Linked DNA regions of Mus musculus: regions 1 and 2 are each linked to region 3. The links are chromatin contacts, called in public Hi-C maps. All regions are on one chromosome and are shown on one strand. The core of a region is the stretch at or near the end of the contact, and the rest is flanking DNA. Distances in the headings are between cores, read along the strand shown. Region 1 has its middle 16 kb from the start of Gm41335. Region 2 has its middle 65 kb from the start of 4930449C09Rik. Region 3 has its middle 2.9 kb from the start of Gm25702.

The links. Hi-C and Micro-C count contacts between places; a contact is called where the count stands out from the background.
Region 1: a contact with region 3 is called in a Hi-C map of pancreatic cancer cells, with 2.8 times the contacts expected there. The contact joins two enhancer-like sites. A contact is called at or near these places in 1 of 39 promoter capture datasets (the 3T3-L1 cell line), 3 of 484 Hi-C or Micro-C datasets (Sertoli cells, pancreatic cancer cells and uterus) and 1 of 115 datasets of contacts at active chromatin or transcription factors (pancreatic cancer cells).
Region 2: a Hi-C map of pancreatic cancer cells shows a contact between it and region 3, with 2.5 times the contacts expected there. The contact joins two enhancer-like sites. A contact is called at or near these places in 5 of 484 Hi-C or Micro-C datasets (the Ba/F3 cell line, bone marrow-derived macrophages, myeloid progenitors and 1 more).

Annotation. Positions count from the first base shown.
Region 1 is chr15:63,339,278-63,342,085 of GRCm38.p6, reverse strand. No RefSeq gene overlaps it. Among named protein-coding and RNA genes, the nearest start is that of Gm41335, 16 kb to the left of the region's middle. Within about 2 kb of position 1,520, at least 70 of the 459 cell types and tissues checked have an H3K27ac peak or open chromatin away from gene starts, as enhancers often do. A contact at or near this core is called in pancreatic cancer cells and uterus, where this site is marked.
Region 2 is chr15:63,651,481-63,654,397 of GRCm38.p6, reverse strand. No RefSeq gene overlaps it. Among named protein-coding and RNA genes, the nearest start is that of 4930449C09Rik, 65 kb to the left of the region's middle. Within about 2 kb of position 1,652, at least 38 of the 459 cell types and tissues checked have an H3K27ac peak or open chromatin away from gene starts, as enhancers often do. A contact at or near this core is called in pancreatic cancer cells, where this site is marked.
Region 3 is chr15:63,482,680-63,485,671 of GRCm38.p6, reverse strand. No RefSeq gene overlaps it. Among named protein-coding and RNA genes, the nearest start is that of Gm25702, 2.9 kb to the right of the region's middle. Within about 2 kb of position 1,266, at least 39 of the 459 cell types and tissues checked have an H3K27ac peak or open chromatin away from gene starts, as enhancers often do. A contact at or near this core is called in pancreatic cancer cells and uterus, where this site is marked.

The sequences.
Region 1 (2,808 bases), core at 271-2,770, 140 kb after region 3:
GCTATGAGTTCCCAAGGGATAGAATTATAACTAACAAATGGAATGGAAATGATGGCAGTGCTCAGCCCAGAAGAAGGAAGTGCTTTCTAAAAGGAGCTGTCTCAAAGGAAGCAAACTGCAGCCTGAGATAGTGCAATCTTCATCAGCGGAGGTGCCCAAGCATACTAAGAGAAAACCCTTGATAAGGATGCCAATCCAATCATCCAGTAGAGATCCAATCATCCAGTGAGTGCTTCAAGGAGATAACCACTATTCTTCTCGAATATTCAAGAGTTGGAAAGTTTTGCAAATACATGCTTGCCAAGATTTCCTGAGGAGTGTAAACTTTCAGAATTAGTGTCTCAAAGTAAGTTCTAAAAGCTGTATCATCCAAGAACTGGACCTGAAGCTAGCTAGAACAGTGAGTTCTCAACCTTCCGAATGCAGTGACCCTTTAAATAAAGTTCCTCATGTCGTGGTGACCCTCAAACGTAATTTTGCTACTGTTATGACTAGCAGTATAGATATTGGTCTTTGGGGGTCATGACCTACAGGTTGAGAGTCATTGAGCTGGAAGGAGAAGGCTGGGGAGGGTGTAGAATAAATAATTCCTTACCTTTGAATCTTAGCAGTTTACTTAGAAGCAAAGGCTCATGGTTGTGTATTGACAGAGGGCCACCTATAGAATTCTAACCTGGAGATGAGCCCATGATTTGTACATGGTAGAAGATCTCCATTTTGGCTCAGTAGTACTGGCTCTCTGCTCCAGAAGCCTCTGTTTCTATTTTATAAAAGTGGTTTCCCAGGTTTAAGACTTATCTGAATCAATGGGAGAGCTCAATAAACCAACTGCACCTTCTCATTCAGTGCATTGAGGCTAGAGCTTGCAAACTTTCCTACCCCAGTGCTGTTCTTGCCTCTGCTTTCACCTTTTAGGAGACTACTCTCTGGGAACCATTGCTCTAACAGGGGCTTCTGGTTCAATACCATAAGCCTTTGTTTATATGTCTAGCTTCTCCTTGCTTATCTTTGTTTTACCCCCACCTAACCCACCATGGGTTTCTTGATAAAATTTTACTGAGGAAATGCATTGAAAGAAATATTAGTTTTCTAGAAGTTCAAAGAGGGGAAAGAAATCATGGGAATCTTTCAGAAGAGAAATCCTGTGTTGTCACCTTTCACATAGCTGGAAGCATGACTCATGCAAAGACATGCCTATCTTTGCTGAAAAGCAAACACAGACACACCAGTTTTGTGTGTCCTGGAATGTGCATCAGAGACGTCTCCTTATCACCTCTTCCTCATTCTTTTTCTGTCTCTTTAAATAGATGGTCACCACCACTTCATGCAAGGAAAGTATTATTTAGAGTGTGGAATGCAATTTGCTTCTTCCCAGAGTTAGTTCCCTTCGGACTGTCTTTGGATGAACTTTGCAGTCTTCACTGAAGGGGGAACCCTTTCCCACTGTTCTCTGGGAGAGCCACGGCTTTGAAGTCACAGCTGGCTTGACTAAACTCATTTCCTCCCTCCACAATGTGCCTCTGATGCAGTGTTGGCTGAGGCTCCCCCTTGCCGGCTCCTGCTATTGAACCAGACCCAAGTGCAATGTTTAATGTGAGTGTTTGGCTTGGCTTGAATTTGGCCAAATCATCTGTACTTCGTTTCATTTGAAAGCTCTACTTTTTTTTTCCCTCCCCGTTTCTCTCTCAAATAGTTCATTCCAGATGTTTTTGATTTGTCTTTCTGTGGTCCACTCCACCCAGTTCCTAAATCAGTAAATCATTTTCATGCTTCTTCCAAAATCTAAGCAAAGAGAAGTGCTCAATTAGAAAGAGCAACTGATTATTGGTTCCTTAGGCTTCAGTGTGGCTCTTTTCTTCAGGAACTACATTTCCAAGGTAGGAGAGAATGTGACAGAACATGTAGATTCCAAATTCCTAGCATTCAGGATCAGAGAGTATGCACAATAGGGATGTGTACATAATATGAACATCCAATTTTATTGCCTAGTTCAAGGCTTGATAGCACTGTTCTTGTTTGAATGCTTTCTGTGACTCAAGTGCACATGGAGACACCCATTCTATGAGCTTATGTGTATCCTTACATGACAGAAATACTAACTAATCAAGATCCCAGCAATTTTCTCATGGTGATGGAGGCAAGGGTAAACAGATGGAGCTAAGATGCAGGGAATGGTTATTTTATTGTCATTATAAGGAGTGAGGGCCTTATGAGAAAGTCCCATATCTGACAGATTAGGGAAGCTAGAAGGAGAAAAATTGCACACATTCAGAGTTTCTCAGAGTTTAAGAATTTACAAAGAAACTCTTGGATGCAACTAGGTGATAAAGTCAGATGAAATATGGGGAAAATGCTGTAAGGTGCTGGAGAAATGGATAGGTCAGCAGTTTAGAGCACTGGCTACTCTTACAGAGGACTCAGGTTCAATTCCCAGCACCTACGTAGTAACTCACAAATGTTTGTAATTAGAATTTTGTGGATATGACTCCTGACTTCAATGAGCACCAGACATAATGTCATAATGTACTACACATGCACACACACACACACATACATCACACACACATATATCACACACACACATCACACACACAGAAAAAAATTACATACAGGCAAATCACTCATACACATAAACTAAATAAATAAGTTAAATAAATAACTACCTAAATAAGATTTCTTTAAATAGTTTTAAGAAATTTTGATGTGATGTGAATGAAATTTCTCTGACAAATTTACAAATGACTCCAGTGAAGACCTACGTGCCCTCTAAAATCTTTCCTAAAGATGATGTAAGTTCTCTTTTGAACT
Region 2 (2,917 bases), core at 403-2,902, 170 kb before region 3:
TCTCCCAGCAATTCACCCTTTGAAACTCTATGTTCTTGATGTTGAAGGGATGGCAAGTTTAGCTATCATCTGACCTGGAAAGATGACCCTTAGGCAGAAAGATGACCTCAGGAAGATTAGGGAAATAGCTGTCTCCCACTGTGGACTCAGACTATTAGACATGAAAACCCATTGTTTCCCACCAATCCCAGACCCCCCTTGAGAAGAGCCACGTGTGTGTAATCATAGGTTCTCATATTAATTCCCCTGGGACCACAACATTCCCAGTTGGTGTACACGTAGTGCCACTACATCCTTGGACTGACAGGTACTTTGGTTCCATTTTCTGGTCTAATTCTCTGGCTGATATTTGGGTCCATCTTTCTACGATCCTCTCAACTGTTCTAACGACACAAAGTTCCATTTTGGGAGTTGTACCAGGCCACCTTGGGAAAACAAAATCTGTCTCCATTTCTCAATTGCCATTTGAGGGTCCAGCGGAAAGAACACAAATTTGAACAAACAGTATTTCATTGTATATTCAACAGAGAAACACACTCTTGTATGTCAACATTACGAGGAAGGCTGAGGATAGCTTTATAGTTTCTCTGAGGAAACGATCGTTCAGTTGGTACAAACGCTTATAGGACTTTTTATCTTACTCTTCATAGCCACTGGTCCCTGAAGAGAAGCTCTTTTATCACACTGGATTTCTCTGTTTCCCACTTGAGAACCTTAACCCCTTGGAGTAGGATCTATGCGCTTTGTAATCCAGAAGTTTTTATTCGGATACCATACTCATTTCTATCCTGGCACATGTTAGCAAGAGAAGAGTAAAAATTGTTAATTCATGGGAGAAAATAACAGCATTAATGAATGTATAGATTTACAAAGACACACATATACCATACTCATTTCTATCCTGGTACATGTTAGCAAGAGAAGAGTAAAAATTGTTAATTCATGGAGAAAATAACAACATTAATGAATGTATAGATTTACAAAGACACACATATACCATACTCATTTCTATCCTGGTACATGTTAGCAAGAGAAGAGTAAAAATTGTTAATTCATGGAGAAAATAACAGCATTAATGAATGTATAGATTTACAAAGACACACATATACCATACTCATTTCTATCCTGGTACATGTTAGCAAGAGAAGAGTAAAAATTGTTAATTCATGGGAGAAAATAACAGCATTAACGAATGTATAGATTTACAAAGGCACACATCATTGGATTGCTTTTGAACCCCATTCTCACTCCCCAGTCCTGTGCACCTAGGAGATACAGCATATAGCTTAGGTTGTTATGTATGCAAGGGGATTTAGAAGAGATCCTTTGGAGGAATGTCATATTTTAAAGATGGAGCTACTTTAAAAAAAAAAAGAGTCTCTCTGACCTTGAGTAAGCAACTTTATACACCATCTTACATGGCTGGTTTTAAATTGTCTGTTAGAGGCCACAATGGTAGCTGTTCTGCCAGGCCCTGAGACTGTTCAAGGGATGAAGCGAGATAATGCAGGTGAAGTCTTAAGTACTGGCTTAAGGGCAGCTGTGTGCGTAGTGTTTGAAAAATGTGCGCACTGGGAGCAGGAGGCTTGATTTCAAGCCTCCAGGCTGCACATCTTGAAGCTGAACTATGTTCAGGGTGAATCAAACAATTCCAAATACTGGCAGCAGGGGGCGCTCTTGCACTTTCCTTAGATTGTCCTAATCGGCTAAGAGGAGGAAACAACTTTTTGTCTCCATTTTCTAATTTAGTTCTTGGGTCCATTTGGGTGTGGAGGACAACATTGTGTCCGTTCACTGGGATGGTCCAGCCCATGAATTTCCAAAATGGCAGCAGTCTGATCTAGATTGATTTTGTTTTTATCTGTGCTTTGTGTAGGTGCCACAGACAATCTGGGTCCCTGGTCTGGCATGTAGGACAGATAGGTGCTGACCCTGTGACCTAAATTTCACAAGAAGAGTCCAGGTCAACAAAGAGTTTGATAGTTCGAGGGGCCAAACTGTCTTCTGGCTTGTTCATGATCGACCTGTGGTAGCATGGTGTGTAGCAGTAGCGGGGATATTCTGCTGTACTGTCAGGAATGAAGATGAGATGTGGAATGTGGGTCCTAGGGGGTACATCTTAAAAGCCCTAGCTAGTGTGGATGGGTCGTTATGGGACGGCATCAATGAGTAAATGAGTCCATGTTGCATCATTGCCATCTTATCATGGACACTGGAAGCCTTGAAGATAAATGAGAAAGGTGTGAGACACATATGGCATATATGGGTTTACAGAAACTCAGCTCAGGCCTCACACTCTGGTATGCTTTGTGCTGGTCTTTGATGTGTGTGTGTGTGTCAGAGTGGGGGTTAGGGGTTTCTACACCATACCCCTTTTGTTGATACTGACAATATAAAACCAAGAGGACAGTATAAGTAATTTTCCCAATGCAACTGACCAAGTTTTTTAAAAATGTGTATCATATACATATGTGTCTATATATGGCATATATGTATATATCATATATAAAATATATTTTAGACATAGTGCCAAAAGTGTGTGTGTATATACATACATATATATATATATATATATATATATATATACACATGTATATATATGTATATACACACACACACACACACACACACACATATATATATATATATATATATATATATATTCATTCAATTCTTGGATTGCAACCAATTAAGCCATTAAAGCGAGGTAAGTTGTTCCTTTAATCTGTGAATTTCATGTGAGTTTTACTAATGTCCCAATCACAAATCATGCCAAAATGAGGAGCTGAGTCCCACATTAAACTTGAGTTTCGTTAGCCTCCTTAAGCTCAGAAAAGCTTCCTGTCTTTTGCGACAATACTACCTTGGAAGGACACAGATTGAGGTATGTTGTAGACTCTTCCTCAAGCCAGTTTTC
Region 3 (2,992 bases), core at 17-2,516:
GATAGACAGGAACATAGACTGAGACACAGAGACAGCCAGAGTCAGAGAACAGAGGGACAGAGACAGAGAGAGCTAGAGATAGAGAAATTAGAAGATAACAATTTTATATTCCTGAATGGGACACACTATTCCTTCTTCATCATCCCTTTCTCCAGTTCATTCAGTTACCAGATATTCAACCACTTACTCAAGTCATAAATGTCAATTTCTGGTCTAAATATGGGTATTTGTTGATTTGTTCAATTTGGGGTGGTAAAGAAGGTTCTTTTAAAAAAATAGCCATGTTGAGAGGTAGCTAACTTACTAAGACAAACACTTAAAGAACACAACCCAATAGTTTTATTATATTCACAGAGTCATACAGCCATTTCTAGAGTATTTTTATCATCTCCTCAAACAGACCCCACTTTCATCAGTAATCATGCCTCACATGATTATGCAGTAGCCCTCTACAAAGCTTGTTGAAATCTCTGGGAAGTAAATGCTCTAGGATTGGACACCTCAGTGAGCTACGCAATATGTAAACTATTATGAGCGAAACATTTTCCAGGCGCTAGCAATAGGGGGAGAACCACAAGAGATGGCCAACCAATCTCATCTCTCTGGGAACTGATGTTGTATGCTGGAGTAGACAGATGGATTCCACGTGAAAAACAAAGTCCAGGAAAAAAAAACAAAACAAAACAAAAAAAAAAAAAACCTCTTGTTAGTGACAGAGTGAGCCAGGCTTTCTGCCACGTTACTAGTAAGTTGGGGATTGACATGTGTGTGATTTCAAAGCCTGTGTTTGCTAAAGGAGAACCTGACATTAAAATCTCAGCTGAATAAAACTTCTGGATGCTTTACTATAGCCAGCTGTGCATATCTCTGGATTTGTTGCCTTCCTAGCCAGCTGCCTTCTAAGAGTTTTCATGGTGTTTCCAAAGAAAATGTAAAGTAAACAACTCAAGGATCCTTGGTTATCAGCAGCCAATGCAAAGGCTTTTCTGCCCTGGATACCGTCAGCTTAACCAATAGTATCTTTGTTAGCAGAATTATGGGGGTGGGAGTTGGGAGAGAAGAGTCAAAGGGTAATTAAAGTGACTTACATTTCTCTTTCTTCCTGCTATAATCCTGAGGATTTGAGTTCTTCAACAAATCAAATTCAGTTTGAGTTTTAACCTTCTTACATGAAAAGCCAGGTTTAAAAATAGCCTTTCATGCCCCGGTGACTGTAAACAAACATTGGTGTGTGGAGTCGACTGAAGGGCAGCAGACATTACATAGCCCTGCAGGAATGTGGAATTTAATATAAATGGAGTGACTCTCCTACATATGTTCAGTGTCTTTGCTCTGTATTGCCGGCAGAGTTCTTTGGGGGAAGGGAGAAGAATCATCATTAAATGTTGGAGCTGAAAAGAACTTTAGAAATCATGGAGACTTTGTTGCTACATTTCTGAAGTGGAGTGACCAAGAACCGGATAGTGCTAGTGAACTAGTTTTAGTGAGAGCCAGAAACTGGGGCAGAATCAGCTCCTCCCCTATTTCTTTGAGGCCTCCGTGGTCCGATATCAACAGAATACTTGACCAATATATACTATGATATTTAAAAAACAGGGACCATCCATTCATATATCTGTGAATAGACTCCCGATTGCCATGGATATGGGATATGTCTATTTGCTGGGTTTGGGATCTTGGAGAGCTACTTTACACTGTCTGGTAAATTACAACAAAGTAGTCAATTTAACTTTTGAGAAACAAGTGTAGATCTTCTATGTTGAGTTGTTGGGACAGCCTCGTGCAATAAGTAAATAAATGTTTCAGATCTTAGTTGATATTTAAGTTGTATACACTTTCTTTTCTTTTTACCGCCTCCTTTCTCTTCAGAATGTTTCCACATTCCTTTGAGGTTTTAAAGACATTGGTGGAAAACTACCATTTCTCTGTACAACTGTAGGAGTTACTTTCCTCTTGCTGTGATAAAACACCATGATCAAGGTAAGTTATAGAAGAAAGAGTTTATTGTACTTTCTGTTCCAGAGAGGTAAGAGTCTAGGATGGCAGAGTGGAAGGATGGAAGCTGGATCAGGAAGTTCAGAGCTTACATCAGTAAAAGAAAGCACAAGCAAAAAGAAAGCAATGGCACATGGCATGGGCTTTTAAACCCCTTATACCTACCTCCAATGACATACTTCCTCCAACAAGTCTATACCTCTTAAACTTGCCCACAAAACACCACCAAATGGAGACCATGATTCTTTGCGGGGACATTCTCATCTAAATTCTGATATGGTCCAAGGTGATCATTATGGTAATTACAGCTGTTCCCATTTACTGAATGCCTTACTATATTTGAGACACTTTGTGAACATTGACTCTTATTTTCATGGAAATCTTATTATTATCCTTTCCTTGTTAGGGCTGAATAAAAGCAAGTTCAGAAGGGATGACTAATTTGAGGACCTCACGCCACATGTCTTTAAAGCCTGTGCTCACCTCTATTCTTATGTCACCTCACTGGGTATGATGACAAACATACCTTTTAGTGCTCACCATAAAGTCTTGAGAAAATAATGAGCATGGAAATACCAAATGAAACAAAATCTACTTGGGATTCTTAAACCATGGGTATAAGGAAAGAAAGGTAGACATATTCAGATAGCATAAAGAGCTATCACGAACAGAGTATAGATACAGTTTAAGTGCTAGAAATAAAAATGGACTGATTTTGGAGTTGTAGAGCAATATTCAAGTCACAACTTTGCCATGTCTGCCATGTAGCATTGAGAAGGCTTGGAGACTTCTTTCTGTACCCTTCACCTGGATGAGATCAGCAGTAAACAACAGAGATAATAAAAGGTAGGAGCTGTCAAATGAGTATTGTTGAAAGGTGATGAGTTCAACATTCACTAGCACTAATTCATTAATAATAGCATTAATTAGTTCATTCTCCTTTCAATGACTAGGTGGAATAGAAGCACTTCAGAGTCTCCCATGTATGACCAAGTCT